Regions from separate parts of the Anser cygnoides genome. Here region 1 is linked to region 2. The links are chromatin contacts, called in public Hi-C maps. All regions are on one chromosome and are shown on one strand. The core of a region is the stretch at or near the end of the contact, and the rest is flanking DNA. Distances in the headings are between cores, read along the strand shown.

What was found. Hi-C and Micro-C count contacts between places; a contact is called where the count stands out from the background.
Region 1: a contact with region 2 is called in a Hi-C map of liver, with 3 times the contacts expected there. The contact joins the enhancer-like site here to the promoter of GPR135 in region 2. A contact is called at or near these places in 2 of 7 Hi-C or Micro-C datasets (both in liver).

Annotation. Positions count from the first base shown.
Region 1 is chr5:61,286,289-61,289,735 of Taihu_goose_T2T_genome, forward strand. The region is part of intron 1 of JKAMP (JNK1/MAPK8 associated membrane protein); the gene reads right to left. All of the region lies in intron 2 of DAAM1 (dishevelled associated activator of morphogenesis 1), which reads right to left. Among named protein-coding and RNA genes, the nearest start is that of DAAM1, 31 kb to the right of the region's middle. Within about 2 kb of position 1,678, at least 1 of the 3 cell types and tissues checked has open chromatin away from gene starts, as enhancers often do. A contact at or near this core is called in liver, where this site is marked.
Region 2 is chr5:61,218,117-61,221,298 of Taihu_goose_T2T_genome, forward strand. GPR135 (G protein-coupled receptor 135) reads left to right here and starts at 1,867. Exons shown (of 1, transcript XM_066998495.1): 1 at 1,867-3,182. The coding sequence starts at 3,140. The region is part of intron 1 of JKAMP (JNK1/MAPK8 associated membrane protein); the gene reads right to left. It overlaps L3HYPDH (trans-L-3-hydroxyproline dehydratase), which reads left to right. Exons shown (of 5, transcript XM_048066162.2): 2 at 200-369; 3 at 462-584; 4 at 771-908; 5 at 1,288-1,752. The coding sequence ends at 1,413.

The sequences.
Region 1 (3,447 bases), core at 428-2,927, 68 kb after region 2:
AGTACAGCCACCACCCTAGGGGGCGACTCCCTATGTCTCTCACCCGGGCCCTTCCAAAGTCATTTCCACTCAAACCTTGCCCAGCGACACAGCACGTGGACAAAACCCCGCTTTTGCCCAGGAACCTGCACAACTGGCAGCTGTCAGCTCAAGCTGAAGCTGCTTTTCTGCAAGCTTGTGCCCTCCGCAGGAACCGTGCGCTGCATTCCTGCTGCCTGCTCCCTCCATCACGTCCCCACGGCTGGTTTTGCTCCCCGGGGGAGGCCAGATGATGTTTGGGAACGATACGGACAGAACCTAATTAATTACAAGAGATTTGCTTTTGGCAAGCTGGAGGAGATAAAGGGAATTTGTCTTCTCTGAGCTAACGAGTCACTCACGCAACCAGACGAGGGAATCGTGCCACTCTCCCCCAGTCACAGGCACTGGTGGCCGATAACAGGGTACCTGTGGCAACACCTTTGGCTGGCACCACAAGACACTGCCCCTTTCCATGAGACCTGAGTAAGTTCTGGCCTGTTCCCAGGGTGGGGGGAAATACAAGCTGTCTGTGGGGTCGGCTCATACAAACCGTGGGGCTGGGGAGCACGAAGCAACACGTGTCCCAGGACAGGAGCCAGAGGACAGGAGAGGAGCCTGGGAGGTGTCTGACCCTTCGGCAGGTGTAGGAGGAGAAAATCCTTCGTGTATTACTCGGGTGAAACCCTAACACTCTGCAAGGGAATGGCTGCCAAGAGCATTTGCTAAATTTGGAACTGACACTGGACAAAAGGAGAGCTTTTGCTCTGATACAGTGACGTGTCTCAAGCAGTGACTATTTCTCGAAACGAAGACAGCTTTTGGCTGTGGGGTCGTAAAGCAGTGATTGAGATAGGGATCTGGTCTTTGGGGTCTCTCCGCGACCCAGTAAAACTACAACTTTGGAAGCATCTCTCCTTGGCTTGTGGTACCCCTGTTACCTGGTCGCCTCTTCTCCCACACCTTTGGTAAGGAGATGGGGGTCTCTGAGCTCCAGAAGCTGCCCTGGGGTCTGTAGCTGGCTCCTTCCAGGTGGGCAGGGAGATGCCTTGGCTGCATCCCGAGGCGATGGGGCGGGTAAGGGGACGGCTTCCACCCGTCCCGTGCTGGTTTCTGCTTGTGCAGGCTGCTCGGGAGCCACATCTGCGAAGGACCGGGTGACTCCAGGGCAGGGCGCTTCCTGGAGGCTGGCACCTCGTCCTTGCGAACCGTGCCAAAACCCCGCACAAACGTCACGACGGAGTTTGGACTGTGATAACAGAGCCCGGGGCAGGCGAGGCAGCAGGATACGGCCCTGGCTGCGACCGAAGCAGGCGGGATCCCAGCCCTCCTCCTCCAAAACTCCAGCGGTGACCTTGCCGGCGGCTCCGCAACGCCTGCCGCGCTGTGTGATCGCGGTGCCAAGCTTCAGGGAGGTGTTTTAATCCCGGCACCTTCCCCTCCTGTCCGTGCTGTTGGGCTGGCTGTTGTACGGCTTCTTTTAAAAAAGCCGCAAAGGGCGAAGCGAAGCTTCGGGTAGGAGCCGATCCAAGCGCTCCTCGCGACCGCTCCCTGCTTTGCCAAACAGCCATAAACCGGAGATGAAGGTGCGTGCGGGGAGGCGATGCTCCTTCGGAAATACGGCACAAACCCAAAACAACAGCAGCAGCCACGGCTGCCAGAGAGGCAGCAACAAAGCTCCCTGAAGCCCATGTTTGGGACCCTGACATGAGTGCCACCGTGACCGACCGGAGCGTGCTGCTGTTTCTGGTCCCCCCCCAAAACACCCCACCGCCTCGACATCGCCTTGAGCAGTGCTCCCATGAGATCGGTCGTTAGGAGAAAATTGGACCCTGGTGTCGCTTCCGCCTTCGCTTTAAGGAGAGGAGAACGGCAATTACTGTTTGCATATTCAGCAGCCTCCTTGGCAAGCTCAATTAGCCCGCGTGGAGCAACGTGCTGCCGGAGCCTGCCCGCGACCGATGCCCCAGCGAGCTGGTTTGAAGCCAGCACCGGCACTGCAGCTCTGCGGTCTGCGGCACCAAAACACCCAGCGAGGGCACAAACGCATGCAAAGGAGCGTGCACGCTCCTCTTCGCGCCCGCCTCCAAACCCACACGGGAGCTAGGAGCTAAATCATCAAATATGAATATCAGCTTGCTGTTTTTCTGGCTCCTCTCCCATCCCCTCCCAAAACGAGGATACAAGCGAGCTCTTTCCCAATCGGGAGCTGTATTTCAGCGCGTTTCACAAGGTGAAACTCTTTCCGGGCAAGTGCGGCGACGCTCGCTGACCGGCTCCGCCGAGCCCTGGCCGATTTCGGCACCTCTCACCCCGCCAAATGTCTGCCCCCGCCCTGGAGTTTCGGGCGGCGCAGGGTGCTCCTGCCTGATGGGCATTTTCGGACAATTCCCCATCACTGCCGAGCGGCCTCGCTTGCTGGCGGTGGCTGGGAGAGGCTCTGCTTCCGTGGGTGATTTTGCAAGGCCCCCCCCCCCCCCCCCCCCCCCAGCGCTGGGTGTGCTGCGCCACATAACCACTTGTTGCAGCACATCCAAGGCAGAAATTTGGCACCCAGCACGTCGCTCCTGTTGCTCATCCCGTCCTGCTGCTGAGCAGTGGCACACGCTCTCTGCTCTTCCCCGTGCACACAACAGCCGCGCCGCGCGGCGCTGAGACGCACGTTGAGCGCATCAAGTGCCTTGCATCACTTTTCTTTAAACAAACTGCTCGAGACGATTTTCCTCCCACAGTCCGGCGAGTCTGGACCTCCGCGGAATGAAAGCTGGATGCCCGTTGTTCAGATCGGCTCTAAGTTGGAGGCATCCCCCCGAGAAACGTCAAAAACACGTTCTGATTTTCCACCTTACAGAGCCCGGACTGCCGGCACCCTGCGTGGCTCTGCTCGCTCATTTGACTCGTTCTCGGCTTCGGTGCTGATTGCAAGCCCTCTGAAACGCGCGTGTGATGCAGTGCCCATCTGATCAGACAGCCCAAGCGTTATTATTTATTCGTTTGCATTATTTTTAAACTCGGAAATCAATCCCCTCGTTGGAGGAGCAGCTAAGAAAGAGGATCGCATCGGCGGGAGCCACCTCCCCACCCACTGGGCAGCCTGGAGGACTGGAGCCCGTCCCCAGCACCTCCAGCACGCAGCCCAGCGCCGCCCCGGCGGTTTCTATTAAAAGCAACCAGGCTGACTTTTTGGCCACAAACTCCCACGTGCGTTTCCTCAGACCCCTTTCTCAGACAGGGAGCCGTTTTCACGCGCAGACTGCATAGGAGAGGAATGTTTGTGTTTGGTTAAAATACGTGCGCATCGGCAGGAGCTGGTTTTGATGTCATAGGGGAAAAAAAAAAAAAAACAACAAAAAAACAACAAACTTAAACCCACAAAGCATTTGGCCCCAAAGCCTTGAACCATTTGATGACTGGCTTTTTTCCCCCTGA
Region 2 (3,182 bases), core at 617-3,116:
GGTGCTGGGCGAATCCTTCGCCAGTTCTGATGTCCCCCAGAGGTGGGATGAGGCCACCGGAGGTGGCATACGGTGCCACTCTTGGGTCATCTCTTTCCTCGCTGGGCAAGCTCGCAGAGCACGGCTGGGTGCCCTCAGCCCATGAGGCCACCGCTCAGCACCATGCCCCCTTCTCCCCGCGCTCCCCTTCTCTGCACAGACGTACCCATCGATGTCCCCGGTCGCGGGAAGGTGGTGGTCGACATCGGCTACGGCGGCACTTTCTACGCCTTTCTCAGTGCCGAGCAGCTGGGCCTCGACGTTTGCTCCTCGAAGACCAGAGACCTCGTCAGCGCGGCGAGCGCGGTGATGGAAGCGGTGAAGAAGCAGGTACGGCACAGCACTGCGGTACGGCTCTGCTGCGCCTGCTGCTGATTAGTAAGTGCTGCATGTGTTCACAAACCTCTCTGTGCTGTTTCCAGTTCCAGCTCCATCACCCTGAGAGCGAAGACCTGGCTTTCCTCTACGGCACCATACTGACGGACGGGAAGGACGCCTTCAGCGAGGAGCCCACCACCAACATCTGCGTGTTTGCGGATGAACAGGTACAGGAACGGGCTGTTCTCAGGTGCACCGGGCACCGCCTTTTTCCCTTCATACCCCAAACCTGCATATTTTGTCTTTCTGTTTGTGATATATCCTGATTTTTACAACCCCCTGGGCTAGGAGTTCTTCCCCCTAAGCACAGTATAAAGGTGAGAGAAGCAGAGCTGGTTCATCTTCTCTTGTAGGTTGACCGATGTCCGACGGGTTCAGGTGTGACAGCTCGCATCGCCCTGCAGTACCACAAGGGGCTCATCCAGCTGAACCAGAGCAGAACCTTCCGGAGCAGTACCACGGGGTCCTTGTTCACGGGGAAGGCAGTGAAGGCAAGTGCTTTGTGCTGGAGTTTCCCCCTGGCTTGAGGACTGCGGGGAAGGTGCTGTTGCTGTGGCTCAGCGGAGGGGCAGAAAAGCCTTTCTGTGCCTGCGGAGGGCTTGTGGGAGATGCCTGGGGCTCTTTGCACAAGCAAGGATTTTTTATTAGGGAAGGATGTAACGGTAAGACCTTGTTGTGTTACATGGCTTCAATGCAAATCCTCAGCTATCAGAAAAGGCCCGGGTGAGAAGTATCTCTGATGCTGATGTAGATAAATCCATGTGGTTTATCCTCTGTGTCAGCGGGGGGTGGATTCCTCTTCCGTACCCTCTTCTCTGCTCCAAGTTAGCGTGTTGCTCAGGGACGTCCTGACCCTAACCCTCTCTGCAGGAAACCAAGTTTGGGGACTACAACGCTGTTGTAGTGGAAGTCTCGGGAGAAGCCTTTTACACCGGTACGGCCACCTTCACAATGGAAGAGGAGGACCCGCTGAAATACGGCTTCTTCTTCAAGTGACCGGAGCCTCTCAGTGACGGTGCTGCGCTTCACCTGCCTGCGCATTTCTGTTCTGCTTCTCCCCACGGCTCGCTGCCATGTGCCAGAGCAACGGGACCAGCCTTCGGTGGCACGACGGTGCCTGCTGTGTTCTGAGATAACAGGTCGTGCTTCTCTGCTGTGGCTATTGGTGGAGGTCCACGGCTGCTCTGGGAAGCCACAATCTTTTTTTTTTTTTTAATAATTTTTCACAGAAAATGCAACTGATCTTTGGAGAGCTGTCTTCAAATTTATGTGCCTTCTCTGCTTCTGTAAATTAGTAATTTCTAAGCCAGATTCCTATTAAATGCCAGCTGGAAACACTGCCTTCCCCTCTTGTTCTTGCTCCTGGAACCCATTTCCAGGACTCTGCCAAGCGTGTCACTGCTGGTAGGACTGCCTGACCCTCCCTGATGCCTCTCACTCAGGTGACAGCACTGCTCTGCCGCATGCCCCAGTGTCCCCAGTCCTGGATCCCTTTATCCCTGCCCTGGTTTCATCCCTGACAGAGCCCTCCCGTCTCCCAGGTCTGGGCACAAATGTGTGCTCAGGATTCCCAGCCTGCTGCGTGCTGTGTCCTCGTCACACTGCTTCCTAACCCCTGCCCTCTTGCTCATCTCGGACCACGGTCTGCAAACACCATGGGGTTAACTTTCAACGGGAGTAGCCGGATTCGAAGGTTGGAGCCACTATGACCTTTGATTGCAAACTTATTTACTTATGATTTTGTCAGAGCGCGGGGGCAGCTTGCCCAGCAGAGCACGGCCAGGGCTGGCGCCGAGCCCCGTGAGGGACGGCTGCGGTGAACAAACCAGGCAGAGACCGGGCAGGCCGTCACGGTGGCAGAAACGGAGCTTCAGGCCGCTCAGGGCCCGTAATTTCCTTTGTGTCTCTGGACAAAATGGTGTTCGTTTATTGGAGACGCTCATGGGAATTTGCCTCATTAAATTCTTCTGAAAAGGAGAACGATTATCTCCAGGTAGCCCGTGCAGTAAGTCAGGCTGGTGAGCTTGGGAAAGGTTAGCATGGGGAGGACTGAGAGGAATTTCTTCTGTCAGAGTCAAATTGAAAATTACAGCTTTGGAAAGGGAAGAAGCTGAAATCCACAAGTTTGGAGAGCAGCTGTGCTGCCAGCATGCCTTTTCAAGGCTGGCATTTGGGACTTTTGCTCCCAGCTTTGCTGCTGATTTCCTGCAGAAGTTCCCCTGCCCCGATGAATCCTGTGCAGCCTGGGGTGCAGGCGGGCAGCAGAGATGAGCACGTCGTCTGTGCTTGCAGGAACAACTCGGGGTGTTTGGTCTGAGGACAAGGAGGCTCAGGGCAGACCTCATTGCTCTCTGCAGCTACCTGAAAGGGAGGTGTGGGGAGCTGGGGGTCGGCCTCTTCTCACAGGTAACTGGTGACAGGACCAGAGGGAACGGCCTCAAGTTGTGCCAGGGGAGGTTCAGGTTGGAAATGAGGAGACATTTCTGCTCAGCAGGAGCAGTCAGGCGTTGGGACGGGTTGCCCAGGGAGGTGGTGGGGTCACCGTCCCTGGGGGTGTTCGAGGAGAGGTTGGGCCTGGTGCTTAGGGACATGGTTTAGTGGTGACATTGGTGGTAGGGGGGTGGCTGGACCAGATTTGCTGGAGGTCTGTTCCAATCTTAACGATTCTGGGATTCTATGAAAGACACCAGCGTGTTTATAGCTTCTGGAAACATCCCTTGGGATGTATTCCTGTACCCACACTCCAGCTGGGTCTTGCAGCCCAG